Linked DNA regions of Danio rerio: all the other regions are linked to region 2. A link is a contact called in public HiChIP or PLAC-seq data. All regions are on one chromosome and are shown on one strand. The core of a region is the stretch at or near the end of the contact, and the rest is flanking DNA. Distances in the headings are between cores, read along the strand shown. Region 1 overlaps pcdh1b (protocadherin 1b). Region 2 overlaps pcdh1b (protocadherin 1b). Region 3 overlaps pcdh1b (protocadherin 1b).

Region 1 (4,120 bases), core at 594-3,093, 210 kb after region 2:
ATAGTGGTATTTCATTTGTGAACAATTATGTTGAAATTTGTGTTAGTTAACACTGAAATCGGTTCACAAATTTCTCTGAACAAATCAATTGTGGACTGGCATTAGTGAATAAGTTACCAACTCACTAATTCAAATGATCCATTCAAAGTTAGTTTATTCAAATGATTTATTCAGAGTTAGTCTCCAGTAAAAAAAAAAGAAAGAAAAAAACTCAGTATTCAGTGTTAGTATCTAGTAAACAACTCACTGATTCAATTGATCCATTCAGAGCTACAGCAGTCTCAAGTGGACAACTTACTGATTCAAATGATTTATACAATGTTAGTATCTAGTAAACAACTCACTGATTCAAATGACCCATTCAGAGCTAGTCTCTAGTTGACAACTCACTGATTCAAGTGATCTATTCAGTGTTAGTCTTCAGTAAACAACATACTGATTCAAATGATCCATTCAGAATTAGTTTCTAGAAAATAACTAATTCATTCAAATGATCCATTCAGAGATATTTCTAAAATAAACAGCTCACCAATTCAAATAATCCATTCAGAGTTAGTTTCTAGAAAAAAAAAAACTTCAAAGGATCCAAAGGATCCACTGAGAGTTGGTCTCCAATTAAGAACTCATTCATTCAAATGATTTATTCAAAGCTAGTCTCTTGTAGACAACTCACTGATTCAAATGATCCATTCAAAGCTTGTCTCTAGAAAACAACTCACCAATTTAAATGATCCATCTAGACTTAGTCTAGTAACCAACTCACTGATTCAAATGATCGATTTGGAGTTAGTTTCTAGAAAACAACTAAATGATTCAAATGATGGATGTGGTGTTAGTCTCCAGTAAAAAAAAAAAAAAAAAAAACTCACTGATTCAAATGATCCATTCTGAGATAGTCTCTCGAAAATAACTAAGAGATTCAAATAAACTTGTCAGAGATAGTCTCCAGTAAACAACTCACTGATTCAATTGGTACATTAGTCTATATTAAACAACTCACTGATTCAAATGATCCATTCAGTGTTAGTCTTCAGTAAACACCTCACTGATTCAAATGATCCATTCAGAGCTAGTCTCCAGTAAACAACTCACTGATTCAAGTGATATATATAGAGTTAGTATCAAGTAAACAACTAACAGATTCAAATGATCAATTCAGTGTTAGTCTCCAGTAAACAAATCACTGATTTAAATGATTCATTAAGAGCTAGTCTCAAGAAAATAACTCACCGATTCAAATGATCTTTTCAGTGTTAGTCTCCTGTAAATGATTCACAGATTTTACAAACTGATCTGAATAGGGTTCAGCGAGTTAATGAGGTTTTGCATGTTTCCTCTTGAATTACCATGAATTATCATTGTGGTTATTAGAGTGTGACATCAGCTTTCTTGCAAAATAAGCATTAATCAGTAAGTACGTTTACTTTTATTACATAAGTGCATTAAACATCAAGTACTTTATACTTCTACTGGAGTAATATCTTATGTGGGTATCTCCACTTTTACTCAAGAGCCTAATTTGTGTTTATCTGTCAATCACTGATATTACATAGCTGTTTTAAAGTACTGGAATAATGAATAATTTCACTTGTTACCAAGTATATTGGCTAAAAGCAGGAATTGTTTTTGCACAAGACAGGTGCAAGATCCCAAGCAAAACTTGTCACCCATTGATTAATAATCTTTAACGTCAATGCTAAGATTTGTACTGTACATTCAAATGTCTTTGTTCAACTTAAGTCAGGACGGGTTTGGTGTTTGCAGTAAGGGTGTACGTCTGAGCACACCTTTGTGGATTTAGGTAAGAAATTTACGGGCTTCAGTATAAACAAACAGATTAAAGATCTGGTATTTGCCCTCAGCTATTGGCAACACTTAAGAGCTCTTACTAGTGACTTTAAAGAAGTCTCTCGCTAAACCAGTCAGTCAAGTTGGATGAAGTCACAGATACGGAACAATGTTTAGAGGGTCGATCGCACCTGCAGCAAGCCGCTGTCGTTCTCTTTTTATTGAAGGGAAGCATATGGTGACAAAGGTACAACGGTGTGGTGGCCGTCCATCAAATCCACTTAGAGAATGAGCGGATAAGAGGACTTACTGGGCTCATCTTTTGTTTGCCTGCTCCTGTGTATCTGGATCCTGCTGTGAGCGCTACATAATCCCATCAAAGGCAGAGCATAGCCACCCCTGTATCTACCAGAAGGACCACTGATTATTGAACGAAAGATTAGGATTATGAAGGCAACAGATTGGGACCGATTGAAACATTCTAACCCTATTCAATGAAATAAGTAATCATATGTATGAATAAGAAAAGGTGTATCGAAGCATGAGGTGCATTTGGAGACATGATCACATTAGTGAATGGTTCATAATGTTTTATGATCCATTCATGACTTTTATTTTAAACCCAATAAATTGCTCCACACAGTCTGAGCTTAGTTGAGCTGCAAAGGTTCATAAGGTTGACATATATAATGTTTTTATACTTGTTTTAACAATATATGCTCAAGAAAACTGTAGCCAAATATATATATATATATATATATATATATATATATATATATATATATATATATATATATATATATATATATATATATATATATATATATATATATATATATATATATATATATGGGCAGCCTTCTTCCTTTACCACTTTGTCCTATAGCTTGACACGTATGTTGGCAGACTTGAGACACAGAGCAGAGTTGACTGCAACAACAGGGTTTGAGTCCGGTGAAAAACGGTTCCAGAAAGCAGGTAAGACAAAAACAAAAAAAAAAAAATAAACAAGTAAATAAAAGGATGAGAATGTGGTAAAACTCTGAAAACGTGGTAGAAATCAAACAAGGGCTTTTTTTTCTGGAATGCTTTTGAAAACTCTGGGGTTGAGTTTAGGGAAGTGGGTGGATGGGTCAAATGGTGCTTTTTATAACACTATTAGTTAGGTTTAGGACGGGGGTTGAGTGGATCGGTCAGTCAGTCATCCAGAGAGCCTGTTGACAGCAGCCTATGGTGGATTTACGTGATAACAGCAGATGCGAATGGCACTCTGAGAGAAGTTTGAGATCTGAAAAAGCACACCCAGCAACCTCTGGTGGATTTACAAAAACAAAAACTGCAAATGAACATCCTGGGAAAAGAAGCTCCTGGGACATATTTGGGGCTCTCCAGAGATGTAAATAGGGGTTCGTAATCAGAATAAGCCTGGGTTGAGTTTTAAACTTTTTTTTTTTTTTTTTTGTCATTTATGAATACCTTTATATGAATATGAATATGGAAAAAAAAAACTAAAAGCCTAACATTCCTTGGAAACTAAAAAGATTTATGCAAATGTAACGATTAGTTTTTACAAATTCATAAATTAATCTCTAATAGTTTACATCATATCACCCTGTGACCCAAGTCTGGTAGTGCATTAAAGCTAGGCAGTGTTAGTTAAAAAAAAATAAATAAAAAAAACGGCAAAAATGCTACAGTAAAAATATTTAACACAATTTACAAGAATTTACTATAATAAATACAGTAAATAACCATTAATTGACCTTCCCAGAATTCCCTGTGTGACACTTTTTGTTGACATCTTTGACTTTTTTCATGACACTTTTTGTTGACATTACAATAGCACGTTTTATTTATTTATTTTTCATCAGTGATGTAAATTAAGGTTTTTTTTAACCCATCTAATATTGAAAAAATAATTATTCGAATAAGTGTGAGGGTTTAACCCCTGGCACCCTGGTCAAATTTGCCAACTGACCTCTGTCCATCATGGCCTCCTAACCATCCCCATATCATAATTGGCTTCATCATCACTGTCTCCTCTCCACCAATCAGCTGGTGTGTGGTGTGTGATCTGGTGCAATATGGCTGCTGTTGCATCACCCAGGTAGATGCTGCACACTGGTGGTGGATGAGGAGCTTTCCCGCAAAAATATGTAAAGCGCTTTGAGTGTCCAGAAACGGGCTATGTAAATGTAAGGAATAATTATTATTAATGTCCTTTGCATTATTTTAGTTTCATGTCTGTTATTAGCATAGTGCTTACTATATATTGGTATATTCCTCTGCTTGTGGAAAAAAAAAAAAAAAAGATTCATCATATGATTTTCTG
Region 2 (4,056 bases), core at 566-3,065:
ACAACATTTCTGTTTTGCTAAACTTAGTTTATTTTTTGACGTGTGTGCTCAGTCAACTTCAACTTAGCCTTCTGTAAATATTCTACGTTGAGACAGTGAATAATTATCACGTTTCGGGCTTTCACGCTTTGTAAATCTAAGGGGCGTAAACACAGACACATTGAGTTTAAGAGCCCATTGAAATAATAGAAAACTAGACTCTTTACATGAGCACAAAGTTTCCACACACTTGTGTTTTCTTTGTGCTTAAATTAACTTTTAACTATATATGTCACTTCCAAGTGCCCTGTTGTAAATGCTATAATTGGTCTTATTAGAAATGATATGTAAAATTGACAGCTTCACACTGTTGTAGTTAAGAAGCCAATAATGTGCCCCTTGCGATGGTGAGACCTAAAATTTAGCGATTGTTTCATGTTGTTCAATAGAAAATTGAATTATCTTATTATATTCTTCATGTATGTGTCTTTGTCAAAACATATAACAAGCGTACCCAGTAAAAATAATCACCTAGTATTGAGATTTACTGCCTTTCATTATCCTGCCACTTTAACAGTGGCTATTTCCCTTGATCCATTTCAATGTTGTCTTTTTAACCCATGATATTAACAGCAGTCCTCTCTTTTTTTTTCTATCAGTGTGTATGTGTGTGTGTTTAGCCGTGTGTAATGGCGTGTGAGAGTTTGTGTGCCAGCCTTGTGACTGGCCAGCTCTCTCTGTGTAACAGCCTGGTAGACAGCAGCGGGGCAGCAGTTCATCTCGTCTGAAAGCGGGCGCAGACTAATCTGGCCCCACAATGGCTGAATGAAATAATTAAAGTAATCCTCTGTGCCTCGCACTTGGCTGGGGAGGGGTGGGGGACTTGGACCACCCATCCTGAACGGGTCACTGAGCGTTGTGGAGCTGGTGGCCCATAGAGCTTGGATGGCTGCAGCCGAGGACAAAAGCTCATGTGAGCTCAAGTCAGTAGCTGTGAGTGCTGGTCAGTCTTGAATATTTCAGATGAGGCTGGTTAGCGTTCGTCGCCTGTGATTGTATTTTATTTTAGCTCATTTATCTGGTCTCAGATAGTTGACTCAGAGTGAATAAGAATGTTTTATTTTCACGAGGTCAGTACACACTCTTTTTATTTCCTTGCTGATTAATTGGCAACATTACTCAGTGAGACTATGGACTCATCTTGTGTAGTACCAAGCAAATAATTCTTCTGATGTATTTTTTTCAAAGAAACTTCAGGTGCGTACTAAAATGTCAGTTGAGCCGGATGAGTTAACCATTAACCTTGGACAGATGCTGTTCTCACAGTTGCTTCTGAGTCAATCATTCTCCTAGCTTCAGACAAGAGCTGACTCCTGAACCCTCATAAATGTCAGTGCTTTAATTTAATTCTTTAATTATCACATTGAAACCGTGATGGGGAGGGGTTAGAACAATCATTGACTCGATGTGTTACCATGACGCAGTGGCACCACTGTGCCTCGTCCAGGAATCTGACTCCTGCCATGACGGTTACGTAAATGCTTTAATGGCTTTATTTTCCCTAGAATCACCTTGTAGTTTCACGCTGAGCTGGATGCCACCTGGGGGGGGTGTCTTGGCAGAGTTATGCCATCCTCATATTCCCATGGGTTTTTTTTTGCTGGCAGAGAAATGGTGAGCATTGGTACAATGATGAATTCCTCGTTACAAGTCTCTAAAGGAGAAAGAAGGAGAGCGAGACGGTAAAAGTGAGGGAGAGAGAAAATCATACAGCAATTTTAAAGCATGTCAGCGGGGGAGGCTTTAGAATAGTAATTAGCCCGTTAAATCTGTTAACCTCCCCCTGCGCAACAACACAATGGCCTTCTCGACAGTATATATATGAGCGCATCTCTGAGAGGGCATGGGGGGGTACAAAAAGATGGTGTGCTCATGAAAGAGAAAGACAGAGAGATGTAGGAGGTGCTGTTACAAGAGATCAGGTGTGAAATGAACATAATGTGTTTTTTGCGGACAGGAAATGAGAGGGGAACCATATTCCCCCAAAGGCTGGCGCGAAAGTTCTGGCCAAATGTACTGTGAATAATTCGCTAGAACCGATGGGGAGATTCCACAGGGGGAAAGGCGATTCAAACCTTCCCCTTCGCTCACAGCTATTGATTGTATTAATGACATCCAGCTTATACACAGCAGTACGAGATGAATTAGGCTACACAGCCCGAGAGCTGAGCATAAATTCTCTCAGGATTATGACAGTAGTCATAAATACAGCACTCTGGCGACGCCTGTCTCCCTGTGAGGAGATCTTAGCTGTGGCTCGACCATGCTGTATTTGAAGACATTATTAGAGAGGTGGACGGTGTGTGTTGATTTAGGGCCTGTCATAAACCGCCTTTCTGACCATGTAATGATGACGATCAAAGCTCGGAGGTGAAGAAAAGCCCCACCGACGGCCCATTGTCATTGTAATGGCTGGGCTTATTGTGTACCTGTGTGAAGGCTAAGTGCTAACTCTCTACAACTGAAAGGAAATCTGTCTGCTTGGTAGCAGTGCTTGATTTGACTCTGTTAAGGCCTCCTGTGTCTTGTAAATGTTGCTGTCGTTAAGGCACGCCACTCATATGCACTTACACATTTCCATTTCAAAGGAGAGTTCTTCACCACAAGCTCAAGCTTTTGCCCCCCTTATTTTTCATATACTCAAACACATTTGGTTGTGTTTCTTGCTCTTGTGACCTTCATGTTTTTTTTTTTGCCTGAGATTTTCCATTTGCCCGAGTATCTGCTCGCAAACACATACTGACATTCCTTTGCTGTGGTTGTTTTTAGTTCTTGTGTGTAAGTTTTACACACCCACTGACATACGGTGCATACGTATGGGCGCACACGCACATTCACAGAAGAGTGTGGGAAAGGATGTCCACAGCCCACATTTGGGTTCCCAGTGTACAGTGACCCTTTAACACAAACTCTTTACGCTGGGCCCTTGAGAGAGTGAATGTCGTGGGAGCTTCTTAAACCCTTCATCGCAACAAACAGATTCACACGCTTTTCATGTTGCGAGAATGTTCTTGAGACTTGTTGACTTTTCTAACGCATGATAAAGATGGGATGTTTCGGATTGGTTCATATCTTGATCTTTTTTTTTGTTTGTTTTTTTTGTCTAAACAAATAGCTTGTTAGCTAACCCGGTTAATCCTTTACCCCATTCATTTGAGGTTTCCATTTAGCTTTTTCACTTTGACCTTTTTTATCAACACATGGTACAAAATTCAACACACACCTTCATCTGAGAGCCGACGCATCTCTGTGAAATGCCTTCTCTATGAGATGGTTGTTCGAGATCCCAATGAGGGGTGCGCTGCTTTAGAGTTGAGGCATTTTTCACCTCTCCAACCCCTTTTGCATTCTGCACTGTTTAATTAGCCGCATGAAAAGTGTGCCATAGTCATCTGTCTCGACAGATTCAGAATTAGACTGCGAAATTAGTAAGAAACGAGTCAAGTTCTCATCACACGTGTGATCAGGGTCACACATCCCACCCTTCATTTCAGCCTCATTAGTGCATTGTTCTCCCTACAGCATCAGTGCCTTGTGGCTGCAGTTGTGTGACTGGATTCATATTCGCTGGTGTCTAATTTGTCTAAATTAAAACAGTTTTTCCATGTATAGGTGAGTGTGTGAGATTACACATTTGTAACAATAAAGTTAGCCTTTTTTTTCCCTCTAACCACATTTATTTATTTATTTATTTTGTAATGTGTTTGTGAGAGGCGCACTATGTCATGCGTTTGCTAATGGAAGAATATTGAATGGTACATGCACTAAACTACTACCACCAATCAATACTGATGAGAGTGTAGAAGATCCCACTTCCTATTAGTCACCAAATGGCTACTTCATTTTGCTTACTGTCAGTTGTCTGTCTATTTATTTTATCAGTATTTTTCCCCTAATAATATGTAAGGTTATATTTAAATTTCTTGATCTTTAATGTTTGGGATTCACAGGCAGAATGTAACTAGTGGCAACACTCACACACCCCCCATTGGTTCACCACTGGGTCGAGTCGAGGTG
Region 3 (4,598 bases), core at 267-2,766, 130 kb after region 2:
TCATGATGTTATGGGGACCAAGATAGCTGTGTTTGTGCTTGTGCTATATATACTCATACACTCACTGGTACACCTGTTCAACTGCTCGTTAAAGCAAACTTCTAATCGGCCAATTACATGGCAGTAACTCAATGCATTTAGGCATGTAGGCATGGTTAGACAATCTGCTGCAGTTTAAACCGAGCATCAGAATGAGGAAGGAAGGTGATTTAAGTGACTTTGAACATGGTTGTTAGTGCCAGACTGGCTGGTCCGAGTATTTCAGAAACTGCTGATCTACTGGGATTTTCACACACAACCAGTGGTAGTGGTAGTGACCTAATAATCAATAATCAATTAAAATCAATCCGTGACCTTACAGGCAGCTGGCCCAGAGAGGAAAGAACTGGGGATATGTGCTCATACTTGCGAGTCCCTGTCAGAAGTCTTGCAGCCACATTTTGGACTAATCGCAATCTATTCAGGGCATTTTGACTAAAACCCACATGCAAATAGTTGCAATAGTCAGGCCTTTCCAAAACAGAAGCATGGATCACCTTCTCAAGGTCATTTAAAAAATGAGAAATGACTTTACTTTTGCCACAAGTCGTAAATGGAAAAAACTGGATTTAACTCCTGATTTTATTGTTTGTTAAATTTCAGATCACTATCGGACTGAAACCCTAGGTTTCTAACAACAGGTTTATGATAGCTCAACAAAACCTCATAATTTTAGAGGGGTAGGATCCCCAAACCAGACCAGCTCAGTTTTCTCCTCATTGAAATTTGAAAAATTTGACGACAGCCAGGTCTTAACCTTGATTAGACATGTCATAAGGGAGTCAATGCCATTTTTATCATTATTTATATTTAATCTTGTTTCAGTGCAGCATTTTTAAAGCAATATTTCAAAATTAGCTTTAAAAAATGGGCATGGAAAACCAGCCTATGACTTTTTGGCTTTGGTTTCTTTTAACAGTAGCATGTCTCTCTGAGTTCCTGCCAATGTCGCCCTCACTCTCGTCACAAAAACCCTTGGCTCCACTAGACATGTTATGACGAGTACAGTATTCCAAAAATGAGCCATTGAATATTATGCAACAGTCTTTTTGACTGTTAGGAAAACTTTATTTTTTTTAACTCGTGTTTTCAGTATTTTAGTATAAACACACCTGAGGCTATAGACTCATTTTACTATTTACCACTTTTAATTTCTGAAGAACTCTTTGAGCTTACTATATCTATCGCTTCTTTGCATCTCCTTGTGGCCATTTTGAAATGCAAAACAACATAGTTTGCATTCTGTCTACTTAACACATAAACAGTCATTATGGAAGGTGATGCCTGCCGTGTGTTTTGTAAGCATAAAAAAAAAAAATCAAGATGTCAGCAGTAACTCGCCATGACCTCACAGTCATTCTCATTTGCCTATCCAGAAGAACAGTGCCATATTCATATTTCAGCTGGAGGAAGCGAGTGGATGCCTGTAATTGTGTTGGGCTGCATTCGCCTGCCTATTGGCGTCCGTAACCTCTCCTCTGAGCGTAGAGCACCATCTGTTCCCCACTCTCTCTGACACCAGCACCATGTGTACAGATTCATCATTCTGCATGCAAGTGCACAGTAAGAGACAGCAAGAGGGAGAGAGGGAGACTTTGAGTCTCCACCGAAGCCCACATCAGATATGAATGCAAAGTAACTGGGTCTTTAAGATCAGATATTCCCAGCTCTGGTCTGCCGAGTTTCACAAACAGACTGCAAGATTTTGCATTTGTGGAGGGAAAATAAATGAGCTGACCAACAGAGGGAGATATTACGCATTCTGTCTCTTCGCGTTGTTTTGATGACTGAGATAAGATACGGCTGTTGTTGGAGTTTAAATAAGTTTTATAGTTTTCTGTGTGGATGTTGAAGTTGGTTAGAGCCTTGTCCTTTGACGGACAATGTATAGTTTGTTTTTGTTTGTGTACATCCACAGATTGCATAGCTTTTTGGAGTACTTGATTGCCACAGACGTTGGACACATTAGCAGTAGAAAAGCTCTTTTTCACATATGCGGTAGCTTGTTTTCTTCAATATTTATTTTGCTATTTCAAAACGACTAAAGCATATGACAGTGCTGCCACCTTGTGGTCAAAATAATTAAATTATAATGACAGAAAAACAGTAAACGTGCATTTCAGAACTATAAAGTACAGTGTGCATCCACTGTAATGTCAAAATGACATCAAAAACGTAAATCGTTTTGTAGTCAATTGACTAAGTTAATGTCAAAACAACATTAAATTGGCTAATATAACATTGGCTTCCAAAAAAAAAAAAATACAGGGCAGTTCTGTATTGTTTTGATGTATTTTTGGATACCATTGTTAGATGTGAATTTAATGTCGTTTTGTAGTTTACATGCATTGTAGGGATACGAAATCCAGTTTAAATGTGGAATTTGGGATCAAAACTTTCAGGTAAATAAAACATTTGTTAAATTTTTATTATTTTTATGTATTTATTTTGGTGGTAACAAAGGCATTAAATGTCTACATCAAATTGATGTCAAAGTTTGACATCAAATCGATATGCATCTTTTTTTACAACATAATCATCAATGTCAAACTTGTGGACAAACTAATTGGTGGAAACAAGTTAAGGTGCTGTGATTATAAAGTAGGTATGTTCTGAAAATACTAGGTTTGTGGTATGTTTAATTACATACTTCAAAATCAAGGTTAGAACATGAATTTCAAGAGTTCACACTTAGCTGATGATTAATGATAAAGTATGTTTGGCATGCCTTGATCTTATAAGATTCTCCAACCCTGGGCTCCCTTCTGTTAGCAGGATGAGAGGGAGTTTGAGCTCAGGTAGATCTCAATGAACTCCCCCGACTTGTTAATGGCTAATGACAGATTATAAGTATAGCTATAGAGATATACTGCTTGCTAAGAGCTCATCTTTGGTGCGAATTTGGTATGGTCAGTTTACTTTTATTGTGTGTTTTTGGACTGTGGGAGAAACCCATGCGAGCACAGGGAGAACATGCAAACTCCGCACAGAAATGTTGACTGGTCCAGTAAGGTCTTTAACCCAGTAACATTCTTGTTGTGAGGCTACAGTGCTAATTACAAAGGAGGTAAAAAGGAGGGAGGATAAGGGTAGGAGGGGGGATTCTTCAAGACAAAGATACTGCGGTAAGAAACTCTGGTTATTTATAGGGAGTTAGGAATCATCTGATTGGTGAGTCATGTGTTATCTAATGCAGGACCAACTGTGGTCAATCATAAACATGTGATGCTCTCAAAATTAGTTTATGAATAAACTTACTTAATGTGCTGTATCACATCGAACTAAACAGTTATTTAAAAGTAGTTTGAACTTTAAAACTTTAAGATTTTACAGATTTTAAATTGCAGTGCAGTTCTGTGCTAGCCGCGCAACTGACTTTAAAATAAACTCAAATGATACATGTTAGCTTTCTCCAGGCACTATAACTCTCATTGATGCTAACACTCATGTATTCCCTAAGGTTCTTGTGTGCTAAATCATAGATTAGAAAAAATAATCTTTATGAGTATTCCAAATTTGCACTGTGCTAACGCTGCACATGCATTCTCGCATATGTCTAAAAACCGAAGTAAACTTTAGAGTACAAAGAGAGCTGAAGCAAGTGCACATGTGCTCAAAATGTATAAAATAACTTTTGTTTCTCAAAATAAATCGTGCTTGCACAAACACTGCTTGTTTAGCGTTGACTAATTAGCCTCATTCTGTTACAAAAGAGTAACAGAATGAGGCTTTCTCAAACAAACAGTTATTTTGAAAGTAGCTGCGTACACCAAAAACTTTTGTTTTCCTAAGCTCCAAAGTTCTGTTGAGGGTCCCGCGCAAGACTGTGAGACGAATGCTAATGCTAACCGTTTGCTTTCCACATTTATTTTTAACCCTCCTTGATGCAAACACACATGCACACACTCAATCATTCGAGGACCCTCGCTCCCCTCCGTCCCGCACGCACACACGTAGTGGGCTATATTTAGCACGTACAGTGTGATAAAGACCAGCGCTGCAGGCGGCTACAGAGTAGTCGGCCATCATCCTTCCTGCCGAGGCCACAAAGAGAGAAAAAAAAATGAGGCGCCGGCAAGAAAGTGACAAAGAAGGAGAGCACCTTTAAAAATACGCAGCAAGCATAAAATAATGAAAAGTGAAGTAGAGGGGAACACGAGGCGTACGGACATGTGCTTGCATCTTCTTTACACGTACACATCGTCTCATCTGCCTTTCATATCCTCCTTCCTTCAAACACCTTTCATCTTTCTCTTCATTTGTTTGATATCAGCACATTTGAAGGGATAAGTAAAATCGCACAGGGTTATGGGTAGACAGGCAGTGATATATTGAAATTACAGTAAATTAAATCTATACCCTGTCTGCTTTCTCTGTGATATTTTTATTCCGATTTGAATATCGCAACAACCCTCCAATGTCCCAGCAATGGCAGGGTTCCCATAACAAGTGGATGCTGAAGACCTGCCAATGTGCTTTGTAATGCCCATGAAGTCGTTCCACTGATTTACAGGCATCTTCGGCAGAACAAACACACACAACATTTCACAGAACTGTCT

The links. HiChIP or PLAC-seq counts read pairs in DNA pulled down with a chosen protein or histone mark.
Region 1: an H3K4me3 HiChIP or PLAC-seq map of gastrula embryo shows a contact between it and region 2, with 7 times the contacts expected there. The contact joins two enhancer-like sites. A contact is called at or near these places in 2 of 4 datasets of contacts at active chromatin or transcription factors (embryo and gastrula embryo).
Region 3: an H3K4me3 HiChIP or PLAC-seq map of gastrula embryo shows a contact between it and region 2, with 4 times the contacts expected there. The contact joins two enhancer-like sites. A contact is called at or near these places in 1 of 18 Hi-C or Micro-C datasets (caudal fin) and 3 of 4 datasets of contacts at active chromatin or transcription factors (caudal fin, embryo and gastrula embryo).

Annotation. Positions count from the first base shown.
Region 1 is chr14:42,390,903-42,395,022 of GRCz12tu, forward strand. The region is part of intron 6 of pcdh1b (protocadherin 1b); the gene reads left to right. Among named protein-coding and RNA genes, the nearest start is that of pcdh1b, 220 kb to the left of the region's middle. Within about 2 kb of position 1,844, at least 8 of the 62 cell types and tissues checked have an H3K27ac peak or open chromatin away from gene starts, as enhancers often do.
Region 2 is chr14:42,184,011-42,188,066 of GRCz12tu, forward strand. The region is part of intron 3 of pcdh1b (protocadherin 1b); the gene reads left to right. Among named protein-coding and RNA genes, the nearest start is that of pcdh1b, 12 kb to the left of the region's middle. Within about 2 kb of position 1,816, at least 5 of the 62 cell types and tissues checked have an H3K27ac peak or open chromatin away from gene starts, as enhancers often do.
Region 3 is chr14:42,318,700-42,323,297 of GRCz12tu, forward strand. The region is part of intron 5 of pcdh1b (protocadherin 1b); the gene reads left to right. Among named protein-coding and RNA genes, the nearest start is that of pcdh1b, 150 kb to the left of the region's middle. Within about 2 kb of position 1,517, at least 7 of the 62 cell types and tissues checked have an H3K27ac peak or open chromatin away from gene starts, as enhancers often do.